Regions from separate parts of the Mus musculus genome. Here region 1 is linked to region 2. Evidence: chromatin contacts called from public HiChIP or PLAC-seq data. All regions are on one chromosome and are shown on one strand. The core of a region is the stretch at or near the end of the contact, and the rest is flanking DNA. Distances in the headings are between cores, read along the strand shown. Region 1 has its middle 41 kb from the start of Runx1. Region 2 has its middle 43 kb from the start of Gm30224.

Region 1 (6,264 bases), core at 2,262-4,761, 310 kb after region 2:
AAATAAAAACGCCTGTGACTCCTTGATGCTTTTAGTTTTACTTGGATTTCTGTTGCAAATACATATGGAAACAAAAGAAAAAGTTCTGTAGGTTGAATCAGTCCATTAAAGAGTTTTAATTTTTTCCTGAGTTTTGTTACCAAGTAAAATCATGAGGTCAGTTCTTTACAATAGAGTCATCTTCCCATGCCCAAAGCACACGGACACATTTCATTTTTGTTCCTCTTTATTTAAAATGAACAGTGGGAGTTCAATGACAACTCATCTTCTGTAATAACTTCGCAAAGCAGGCTGGGAAAGAATGACTCCACTTCCTTGTAATGATGAGAACACTGTGCTGTGTGGGGCTGCTACCATGGTGATGAGCCAACTGTACTGTGTGGTGCTGCTACCCTGGTTCTTGAGGATCACACATAGGGTGAGATCAGGAGCTAGGATGCAGAGGTGGGGACAGTGGCTGATGTGGGGTTTCCCCCTCATCTAAATGTTCTCTGGGTCTGGGGTGAGAAAATTCAGAGTCCTTGGTTTCTGCTCAGCACTGGCAAAGCTGTGAAGGTGAGCTGTGTGCTAGGGAAGGTTCAGCTGCTGAAGTGTGACCTGAATCCCATCCCTAGAATCTATACAAAAGCATAGAGCTTGGTGGCTTGCCCTTGTGAGCCCAACACTGAGAGTCAGGAAAAGGAGGATCCATGGGGCTAACTGGTAACGGGTCTGAGACGACTTCTCAGTGAGAGTGGATAACCTTGTCATGTCCAAGGCTGTCCTATGGCTGCCATGCATTTATACAGACTTACACACACACACACACACACACACACACACACACACACACACACACACACACACACTCACAGACACTCACATACTTTCTCACACACACAAACACACACATATGAACACTCATCAACACACACTCATACTCTCACACAGGCACATACACACACACAGTCACACACTCTTACACACAAACACACACATACAAACACTCACCAACATACACTCATACACACACACACACACACCCACACACACACACACACACACACACACACTACAAAGAAGGAATGTCATCATTAGACAACTCGGAATTGACCTGTTGAAGACCTAGAGAGAGACATGACTGGTACCCAATTTTCATGAATAGATCCTCAGGAAGTTGTAGAAGAATGAGCCCAGTCTGATGGCACAGACTTGAATTCCCAGCTCCCGAGAAAGCTGATTTAGGAGGATAGTGAGTTCAAGGTCAACCTAAGTAATTTGGGGAGAATTTATGTCAGAATAAAAAAATCCATAAGATCTTGGGGTTTGGTTCAGTAGTAGGGCTTTTGGATGGCATACTCAAGACCCTGGGTTCAACTCTAAATATTGTAAAAAATAAAAGTAGAAAAATGAGATATTCTGTTCTATATTTGTATTGACTTAAAAGGCAGAAAATGAAAAGTATGCAGAATAATATAGTGAAAACCTAGTTTCAATATGACAAATCTGTTTCTTAAAAGGTTCCACTGTTCCATAAAGCAGAACTTAAAATCTACCAACCCCTCTGAACTGCTTCCTGGTGTCCTTTGTCTGGAAAATCACTGGGAGGACTGCCTTGTGAGAGCGTAGAATATCCCGGAGTGCGGGAGGAGGAGGGGGAGCATGGGATCTGGAGGAGCATGGGGAAGTGGAGGAGCATGGGGAGGAGGAGGGAGAAAGACAGCATGGGAAGTGGAGGAGCATGTGAAGTGGAGGAACATGGGGAGGAGGAGGAAGAAAGAGAGCATGGGAAGTGGAGGAGCATGTGAAGTGGAGGAGCATAGGGGGAGGAGGAGGAAGAAAGAGAGCATGGGAAGTGGAGGAGCATGTGAAGTGGAGGAGCATAGGGGGAGGAGGGAGAAAGAGAGCATGGGAAGTGGAGGAGCATGGGGAAGTGGAGGAGCATGGGGAGGAGGAGAAAGAGGAGGAGGATGGAGAGCATAGGAAGTGGAGGAGCATGTGAAGTGGAGGAGCATAGGGGGAGGAGGGAGAAAGAGAGCACGGGAAGTGGAGGAGCATGGGGAGGAGGAGAAAGAGGAGGAGGGGCGAGAGTATGGGAAATGGAGGAGCATGGGGAGGAGGAGGAAGAGGAGGAGGAGGAGAGAGAGTATGGGAAATGGAGGAGCATGGGGAGGAGGAGGAAGAGGAGGAGGAGGAGAGAGAGTATGGGAACTGGAGGAGCATGGGGAAGTGGAGGAGCATGGGGAGGAGGAGGAAGAAAGACAGCATGGGAAGTGGAGGAGCATGTGAAGTGGAGGAGCATAGGGGGAGGAGGGAGAGGAGGAGGAGGGAGAGCATAGGAAATGGAGGAGCATGGGGAGGAGGAGGGAGAAAGAGAGTATGGGAAGTGGGGGAGCATGGGGAGGAGGAGAAAGAGGAGGAGGGGTGAGAGTATGGGAAATGGAGGAGCATGGGGAGGAGGAGAAAGAGGAGGAGGGGTGAGAGTATGGGAAATGGAGGAGCATGGGGAGGAGGAGGAAGAGGAGGAGGAGGAGAGAGAGTATGGGAAATGGAGGAGCATGAGGAGGAGGAGGGAGAGCATGGGGAGCATGGGAAAGATAAGAAGAAGAGATGGAGGAGGAGGAAGAACATGGGAAGTGGAGGAAGATGGGGGAGAAGGAAGAGGAGGAGGAAGAGACCAGCTCATTATCCAAACTCAGTGGCACCAAGAGAGACCAGAGACTCCATCCCCTTGGCGTTCTCTGAGGCCAATTGTCAGTGGTCACAATGGATGTACAGATCTCAGCTTCTCTCCGAGCCCCCTGTTCAGATCCTACAAGGATGATGTACCTGCAAACCACCTGTGCTCCTCCCAAGATGAGGGAGTTGGGATGATCTGTGTTGAATTTTAAAATACTTCAGGTGTATTCTCTACAAATTTGAAATATCCTTTGACAAGTCAGACCTTCCTCCCTAGATATCAAATCCTCTATGTTCTGGCACTCACAATCACACATATTTCTTCCACATCCCAGAGATAATTGATCATCCTGCCTGCCTCTGCTACTGGCCATGCCCTTGGTAGTCCACACGGGAGAAAAAAATTCTCCCCTGAGCCCAGAGTAGGTTTCCCTTCTTTTCACCATTGCTAACTCCTATATTCTTTCTGATTCACTGTTGAGCCTCAAGGGTGAGGGCTGTAGACACAGCTGTAAAGGTCATGGTCAGGTTCTGCTGTGGGACCTAAGGGTCTTTGCACTGGTGCTGCCACGTGGATTGGTGAACCGATGCCAACAAGCAGAAAGCATCATGGCTCAAGCAGTGTGGGAACTATGTCATCCTCTTTGTCATCCTTCAAGAGCGGGGGTGGATGGTTTCACCTCTGGTGCAGCAGATGGCTTCTGTCATCAGGGACCCAAGCCTTTTCTATTCTTCCTCTCTGTGGTCTTTGACCAGTTGGACAGGAAAACAAAACTTCATATTTATCACCTCATGATCACAAGATGGCTGACGTAACCCCCACAAGGCGTTCTCCTCTCAGCACCACAAACAGGAAGGAAGGAGCTGATGCAGATGTTGTTGTCTTTTGATTTAGAAAGCGAATCCCGTTCTGCTTCCCTCTTCCTCTCAGTGTGGAGACCTAATTATGTTCCTGTCTCTCAAAGACGATCAGTGAGGACAAGTAGGACCCCCACAGCTGGTTCAGACATTTGTGTTGAGAACAGGACTGACCTACTTTGAGAACAAAGAGAACTCTGTTCAATGTCTGGAACACAAGATTGGGAGGTGTTCTAGTTCGATTGCTGTTGCTCTGATGAGACCCCCTGACTAAGGGCACTTCAGGAAGTTAAGGGTTTATTTACTCTTTCAGGGCACTGTCTGTCACTGAAGGGTGTCAGCTGAGTCTATGTGGATTAACTAGCCTGACTGGGGAGCTCTCCCCAGCCTCAGAGGCTACGACAGGAAGCCTGGAGGAACTCATGGCTCATGCTCTGCTTTCTTTTTCTCTTCTTTCTGATCTAATTTTCATTTTACGTGTGTAAGTGTTTGTGCCTGACCTGAGTCTGAATAACTCGTCTGCCTCGCACCCCAGGGAGGCCAGAAGAGGGCATCAGAGTCCCCAGAACTAGAATTACAGATGGTTGTGAACCACCATATTGGTGCTGGGAACTGAACTCAGGTCTTCTGCAAGAGCAGCAAGTGCCCTTAACCACTGAGCCATATCACCACCTCTCTAGCCTTCTTAGACAGCTCTCTTATACACCCCAAGACCACCTGTCCGCTGTGGACTGGGCCCTCATACGTCAACTGACAATCAAGACCACACATGCCTTCCAGATATTCCCATAGGCCAATTCTGTCTGATAGGCTAATTTAATCTTGCTGATCTATCAGTTAAGACCCCCTTCTCAGGTGACTCTAGTCTATGTTAAGTCGACAGCTAAAACCAGGGCATGAAGAAACAGCTATGGGCTATGCAACCAGGAAGCCAGTCTAGGTATTCTGCTCTGAGAGAGTTGGTCTAGCTTTGATAACCTTCTTTGCCCTTGACTGTGGCCTCCTCCAGTCCAGGCATGCGTGGTCACAGGAGCACCTTCATCCTTGCACATTGCAGACTTACCAGAACTTTGTCTTCATTCTCACATTTACCTCCTGGAAGGGACCACTTCAAGCTTCCTTGCACACTGGTCATGTTTTTTATCATCTTGCCTTGTCTATTTATAATTCCCCACTCTAGGCTTCCAGGAAGCCTGTCTCTATCATGTTCCTTTTTTCTGAGCAGGCTTCCTCTCGTCAGCCCCTTTCCTTTCTTCCTCTCTGCCATGTTCTCGTAGTGGCTGTGCCTACCACCACTCTGTTGCTTCTTACTGTATTTTTTAATGTGTTATTTTTCATACAATTATATTTTGATTATGTTTCCCCTTCTTCAAATCCTCCCGGATCATCCTCACCTTCCAATACACCCAACTTTATGTTCTCTGTCTCTATTCCTTGGGGGCAGGGGCGGGGGGGGGGAGACCTCTAAGAAACAAAATCAAGCAGGAAACAGCCCTTTCAAACCACAAAAACTGAAGATCAAACAAATTAACAACAAAAAGCCAAGTAGTTAAAAGACCATTATGACAAAAACAGAAATTCTGAAACAAAGCAATATGAAAACAACAACAACAACAACAACAACAACCAAAAACCCACAAAAATACCCTTGAGTTCATATTGTGTTAGCCAGCCACTACTGGGCACGGGACCTGCCCTGGCGTGTGGCTCTGTAACATCACTGTTTTTAAGTGTGAAGTTAGATGAGCTTTAGAAATCACTATAAATAAGATACAGATTATGTTTATCATCCTCAAGATCAGGACGATCCTTCACCCTGCTTCCCCTTTGCCAGAGAGCTAGTTCATTCCTTCATGAAGCAAGGCTTTCTGCCACTCATGGCTTTGATTGGCAGGCAAGGAGCTCCATTCTTTTTTTGTTTGTTTGTTTGTTTGTTTGTTTGTTTGTTTGTTTTGGTTTTTCGAGGCAGGGTTTCTCTGTATAGCCCTGGCTGTCCTGGAACTTACTCTGTAGAGCAGGCTGGCCTCGAACTCAGAAATCCGCCTGCCTCTGCCTCCCGAGTGCTGGGATTAAAGGCGTGCACCCAAAATCCCCTGGAAGAAAGAAAATGTTTGGTGATAATAGCAGAAGAATGTTAAGTTGCATCCAAGCAGAGATAGCCTGGTTGGTCAATGGCCCTTCCAATAGAAGGAGTTTATTGTGATCCTCCCATCTTCAGAGGGTGTGATGAGTTTCATGTTAGACTTCTGTCCTCCAGAGCTGAGGTTGGCAGACACAGCTTACTGAGATAGAACACATAGAGCACATTGGGCAATGCCCTGTGAACCCAATGGGGAACTTCTTGGCTTTTCTTCCTTATTGGTTGTCTGTCTCCATCTTCCCCTCATGTACACAGGAACACACCTTACTTTATACCCCACCTAAACACTCTCAAACATTTGCATGTGTGCCTTTTATCTTCCTGGCATAGAAATTGGAAGGGTTTTGACCAACAGCTAAGATGTCACCACTTTTCTTCCCTTTGATCCAAATGTCTGTGTCCCAGAAAATCATATGTTGAAATGTTTACCCCAAGACGATGGGTTTTGGGGATTTGGCCTTTGGAGGTAATTGGGTCACATAAGCAGAGTTTTAACGTTCTTATAGGCAATGCTCAGAGTGACATAAGCTCTTTACACCAGAGAGAATATGCCATCTGTGAACCAGGCAATATGATTCACCAGATGTCAAATCTACCGGCACCCTGAT
Region 2 (5,820 bases), core at 1,380-3,879:
ATTGCCTACTCTCCTGATTCTTGGGATTTTATGTCCTGGGAGAACAATTAAATTTTGGTTTTGTAACAAAACTCAGCCAAGTTGGTTTTGTTCTCAGGCACGGTTTCCGTCGGTCCTGTTGGGCAACACAGCGGTCTCCTTGGTGAGAAATGAACGCATGGTCTCAGCCAGCGTCTTAACAGCTGACACGATGATGACCCTTATCAGGAAGCACCTTTTCTGGGGACCCTGGGGTACCCTGTTATTGTGTTTGCTATAGAGACACACATACTCCCAACTTGTCCTGAAAGCCAGACCCAAGAAAATGTTCCCTGTGTGTTTAGGCGTTAATTTGGTTTCCTAAGAACTTTCTAGAAAACAATAGTGACTTGATCTGAAATGGCTGAGATGGGGGAGGTGTTTAAATTTACCCCCAGGACATCTTGATAAAGAAAAGTGTCTCATCTTTCAGAGACATCTCGGGGTTGCCCTGTCTGGTTGGGCTGATTACATCACCTGTTGGCTTGGTAGCAGCGATCGCTTTTCTGAGAGATTCTTCCTGGCACTTCAGAGACGTCTGAAGATCCATTTCAGTTTTCATAGTGTGAATGACAGGGATGCTCATGGGTAAAATTTGAGCTGTGTTTGTACAAGGACCACCTCCAGGATGCCATCACCAAACCTCTAACACAGAGGTTGCTGTGGCACCTCTGTGCTTTCTGCCTGATAGGGGCTCCATGTCCCAGTAGTGACTCCCCACTATAGCGAGTGTTGCCCTTACTGTCTGGGATACAAGCTTGTCTTCCCAGGGTGCTCGATGGCAGCTGGCCAGTCTTGGCTGTCTTCCAAACTAACAACGACTAGGCCATTTAATTCTTACCTAAAACCCAGGGCAGCATTAATAGTTAACGCCTGAAGCTAATTTTTGTGGAACCATGCATTGCAGACAAGATCAGGAGAATGATGGTTCCCAGCAACCCAGCCCTCTCTTCCCATCTCCCCATCCCTCCCCGAGTCTTTCTGGGATTCTTTTTTACGGGCACATGTGTGTATGGCGGTATCAGTAACATCAAACAGATGTGGGTTCAGATCCACTCCCCATGAGATGGATGGAGAAGGAAGTTGAAGTAGATGAGAATCAGGGAACAGGGGGAGGGGTTAGCACAGCCAGGAACAGTGCGATTACTCAACACTTGGATTTTTTAATCAAGGGATCTGAGTAACGAACAATATATCCTTTGTTGAGCACAAAAAAGAAAAATACAAACCAGAAGCCAATGGAAATTTAGTAAACAGAGCAATCTATAGGGCCCCGAAGGGGCATGTGCGCACAATGGCTGTTTTAAACTCTGTTAGAGACAGGCTCTGGTTCAATGGTCAATGCCAGTCTCTTTTGGCAGTGTCTTGCACTGACCCAAGCAGAGATGCAGAACATTTTGGATTAACTTGGATGGTTCGTGCTCATAAACAGTTGGCCAGCAGTATTTAGCGTGCTCTCTGAACTTTCAGATAATAAAAGGCTTACTTGGAATAAGCCTTTCGTCCTTTTAAACACTCCCAGAGCTGTGAGTGGTTGGAGGTACCCGAGTGTGGTCACTACGGGTGCTGAAGCTCCCAGACAGCCGTCCACATTCCTTTAAGGGCAGCCACCTCTAGACGGCTCATTTCCCGTAGTCGAGTGGTTGGTCTGCAATTTCTTTCTGGGATCCAGACAGTTAATTGTGACTCAAGATGACTGGGGAAAGAGCTGTGTAGCCTCCGGCGAGTTATTTAATTTTGTTGAATCTTAGTTTGCTCATCTGTAAAAGATCCCCCCCCCACCTCTTCCCCCAACACCCCGCTCAGCTCTTGGAACTCTGATAAAGATGTTCATGAAAATACAGGAAAACATGAAAAACGGGCAAAAGCGTTTATCAGGCTTTCTCCCAAGACACTGTGCTTAGTTTTTGCATCGGACACAGTGAACACAAAATTTGTGGGGTGGATGGATGGATGGTGGTGGTGGTGTTAAGAATTTGTGCAACCGTTGAAATGTTAAGGAAATAGGCCACCGTATGCTGACCAGGGCCTGGTAGGCTGGGAGTTGGGTCAGTGCTGGTTGGATGGAGAACTAGCCTCCTTTCCTCTCCAAGTCCCTCACCTGTTATTTTGACTTTGAGAGAAGAAATGGAAATGAAATCATTTTGACTCTGAACAGAGCAGTATTGCGGAGGGCTACACAACTCCCAAATAATTTTAACAGTAACCGTCCTGGGTGCTTCTCATCCCTCCCCAAAAGAAGTCCCTCAAAAGAGCCTGGGAAGGGGTCTTGTCTGAGTCCAGATCACTTCAGAAGCCATAACGAAGCACAGGGCACTCACATCCAGTCTGAGTCACTTCCTCCAGCAGATAATACGCGTGACGAGCCGAGCAAGACGAGCCGAGCAAGACGAGCCGAGCAAGGCACAAGCCGTATTTCTGCCGTCTGAACCTCAGCTGCTCTCTCTCTTATCTTCCAGATAGTGAGCCACCATTATAGGTGACTGCAGATCTGAAGAGAAACTCAGCTCCCTGAAGCAGCCAGAATTCTGGGAGACTCAGAAGAGGAAGGGCAGAGGAAATGTCTAGTGTGTTGATGGTTGTCTCCTTAGTCACTCATTTTCTGAATAGCTTCAGCTGAGAAACGTTTACAAGACCCAGGAAAGAGAAGAGACGTGCCCAGCAGACTGAATTACCCTGCCTGTACTTTTCAGCTCTGGTCTCTCACAGTCAGGTGCTGTGCTCCATCCCTGGGGATGCTCCTTATGAACCTGAGCTTTCAGTTCTTGGTTGTCAGTGTCCCCAGAGGTCCCAAGGCTTGGTCTCAGGGGCTGGCAGAGCTGGAAGGCAGCCGAGGGGTTAGAACCTGACAATTCTGACTCAACAGTGACAAATGGGTCCTCTATGAAACACATTGAATGTCAGTCCCAAAGTGTTGAAGTTCTACCTTCTAAGAATTTTATTTTTAATAGATACATAATTGGACCTATCTTTATAGGCTTGATACATTTTATATGTTGAGTAATAATCAAATTAGGGTATTTCTCTTCTTTTTGATGAGAATAATCCAAACCATTTCTTCCAGGTGTGAGGTGTGTCTGATGTGGTGCTGTTTCCGATCTCCTTGCTGTGTATCAAAGGACCAGGACGTATTTGTATTCTGCCTTCCCAGCTCTAACTTGCAGAACTGACTGGTTATCATCCTCTCTCTCCAGTGCCCCCAGCCTCTGCTATCTATAATTCTAGTCTTGTCCATGACATCAGGGTCGTTGTCCTCCCCTGCCAGGCAGGCTTGCTTTTGTATCATCACCCCCTAAAGATTACCACATGGAACATGGTTTCCCATCACCATCTCTGAAGGTAGACATTTCATTATTGGCTTTTTATTTTGAGACAAGAGAACTAGCTTAGTAAATCTTCTCCCATGAAGATGTCTGGGAACTGATGTGTCCTCATGTGCTTGTCACAGGTGGAGATCCTTTTAGGAAGAGACACCTCCTGCTTGGTGATGCTAATGAGCACGGTAGATACTCCTTTCTGGGAAAGTATCTGAAGGCATCCAGGAGGCCAGGAAGGACCACGTGGCATTGAGATGGATCTAATACTGGGATGTATGGAGGGTGACACAGTTCCTTCTTACGGAGTTAGTGTCCCTCAGAGCCTGGACCTCAGGATGTCATCCCAGCTTAGGCTAGGCTCCAGTTCCCCATGCAAACTGGCCTGGCTTTCTTCAAGTCAGCTTTCCGCATTGGTGTGTTATCTGGTCTCTGTTTCTTTCCCTTGTACTCAGTTCTTCCTTGGGGCCCAGCAACAACTAGAATTGAGCTCCATGATGTGAACAGTGGTCGTCGTTCTGAGTCACCTAAGATCTTATCACCGAGGATGACTCAAGGGTCTTTTGAGGGCTTGGATTACGTATCCCTAGTCTCTTATCTGGTCATAGCTGATGACCATGGGTCGTGGCGAATATTCTCAAAATGTGTTTCTTGGAGAGGCCAGCAGTGGCCTCTGTTGGAAATGTCAACTACCAAGGAAATGTCCACTTCACACCCTCATCCCAAGCTTACCTTCTCATGTTGGGCACATTTTGGAATGGACGGATCCACTGGGTTTAAACCTTCCTCCAGGAGATACCAGGGCACTGTGACACGGGCAGGGGAAGCTCTTGCTCTGACATGGAAGTCAGTACATGACTGGCTCTTTGAGTGATAAGGACAGGAAGGGAGGTTTGAGGACCATGTAGGAGGCAGAGGCGGGGCTGAGAATCTCAGTAGGAGAGCACAGTTAGCAAGTCAGTGGTATAATAAGAATAGCAAGTACTAGAGTCAGGAGGCAGTATGGGCTAGAGCAGTGGGTGCCTCTTCTCGTATGAGACCTATGAGAAGTTAGGAGATTCAGTCGCCCCTAAAGTAGTGGCCTTAGAGACAGAAAGGAATGGGTGTCTATCTCCATCTACCATGTAGTTGTTGACTTTGAAGCTTATCTCTAGGGGAGGGGACATATTTTCCGGCTGCACTACAATACATTGAAAGCTTTTACCTGATTGGGGTGGGAGGACATATTTTCAGGTTGCACTACAGTACAAGCCTCAAGCAATTTGGCATGACTTGGGCTATTGGGAAACAACTGTGCTCTGGGGACAGCCTGACATGTCACTCCAGCAGCCTGCTAGGGCCAAGCTGTCCTTTTAAAGGAAGCTTTGAGCTGATTCTAAACTTGGAAGAGAGTCCAGCAAACAGCAAGGGGCAACAGAAGGTTGAATCACAAGTGCATACCTGGTCAAGGCCAGTCCCTGCTCCCAAGCAGGGGGCTGTATTAGAGTTCTCTAGAGTCACAAAACTTTTGGGTAGTCTCTATTTAGTAAGGGAATGAACTTAAATCTGTAGTTCAACTCTCCAACAATGGTCAGCAGCAGCTGTGAATGGAAGTCCAAGGATCTAGTAGTTGCTCAGTCCCACAAGGCAAGCAGCAAAGAAGAGAGATTCCTCCTTCTTCCAATGTCCTTATGTAGGTCTCCAGCAGTTGGTGTGGCCCAGATTAAAGGTGTGTGCCACCAAGCCTTTAATCCAGATGACCTTGAACTCAGAGATCTCCCTGTCTTAATCTTCTGGAATGTATAGCCACTATGCCTCAAGATCTCCATGCCAAGATCCAGGTCAGAAACTTGTATCTCTCTGCCTCCAGATTAGGATCATAGGTGAGCCTTCCAATTCTGGATTGTAGTTCATTCCAGATATAGTCAAGTTGACAACTAGGAATAGCCACTACAGGGATCTTGGGTAGTTATTGTCACACTGCGGCATACAGTGCTCCTTGACCCATCCAGACCACCACTCTGGGTCCTGCTCAGAGTGCCTGGAAGCCAAGGCACAGGTTTGTGGTGGTGGGTCCCTGGAGTACTTCTAGATTGTTCAGGAAACAATAGTCATCTCTCTAAGTATTCAGCCTTGGGGTATTTTACTGTGTTTTAATGTTTGAAAGAGAATAACGTGCAATCTGTGCAAGGGTCTCCTTACTGGGGATTTGTTACTGACCAGACATACCATTTCCAGCTATGCCAAACAATAGAAAAACTATAATATAGCAGCTGCTACCTTTGAAGGCAGTACAGGCTAGCATGGACTGGGGACAGCCTTGGACACTGTGCTGTAGCTTTAAACTCTTCCTCCGTGTCACTTATAGGTTCCTACAGGGCAAGCTTAGTACTGCTCCGATCGTATCAATGAGCCGACTGAACCATGATTGACATCTCCCAAGTCACATAAGAAAAGGTAAAAATGGAACCATGGGGATGGGGAGGAAGAGGCATGGACAGACACACTC

Evidence for each region. HiChIP or PLAC-seq counts read pairs in DNA pulled down with a chosen protein or histone mark.
Region 1: a contact with region 2 is called in an H3K4me3 HiChIP or PLAC-seq map of bone marrow-derived macrophages, with 2.4 times the contacts expected there. The contact joins two enhancer-like sites. A contact is called at or near these places in 2 of 484 Hi-C or Micro-C datasets (CD4 T cells and bone marrow-derived macrophages), 1 of 115 datasets of contacts at active chromatin or transcription factors (bone marrow-derived macrophages) and 1 of 9 other capture datasets (embryonic stem cells).

What each region holds. Positions count from the first base shown.
Region 1 is chr16:92,864,035-92,870,298 of GRCm38.p6, forward strand. No RefSeq gene overlaps it. Among named protein-coding and RNA genes, the nearest start is that of Runx1, 41 kb to the left of the region's middle. Within about 2 kb of position 3,512, at least 86 of the 459 cell types and tissues checked have an H3K27ac peak or open chromatin away from gene starts, as enhancers often do. A contact at or near this core is called in bone marrow-derived macrophages, where this site is marked.
Region 2 is chr16:92,550,627-92,556,446 of GRCm38.p6, forward strand. No RefSeq gene overlaps it. Among named protein-coding and RNA genes, the nearest start is that of Gm30224, 43 kb to the right of the region's middle. Within about 2 kb of position 2,630, at least 31 of the 459 cell types and tissues checked have an H3K27ac peak or open chromatin away from gene starts, as enhancers often do. A contact at or near this core is called in bone marrow-derived macrophages, where this site is marked.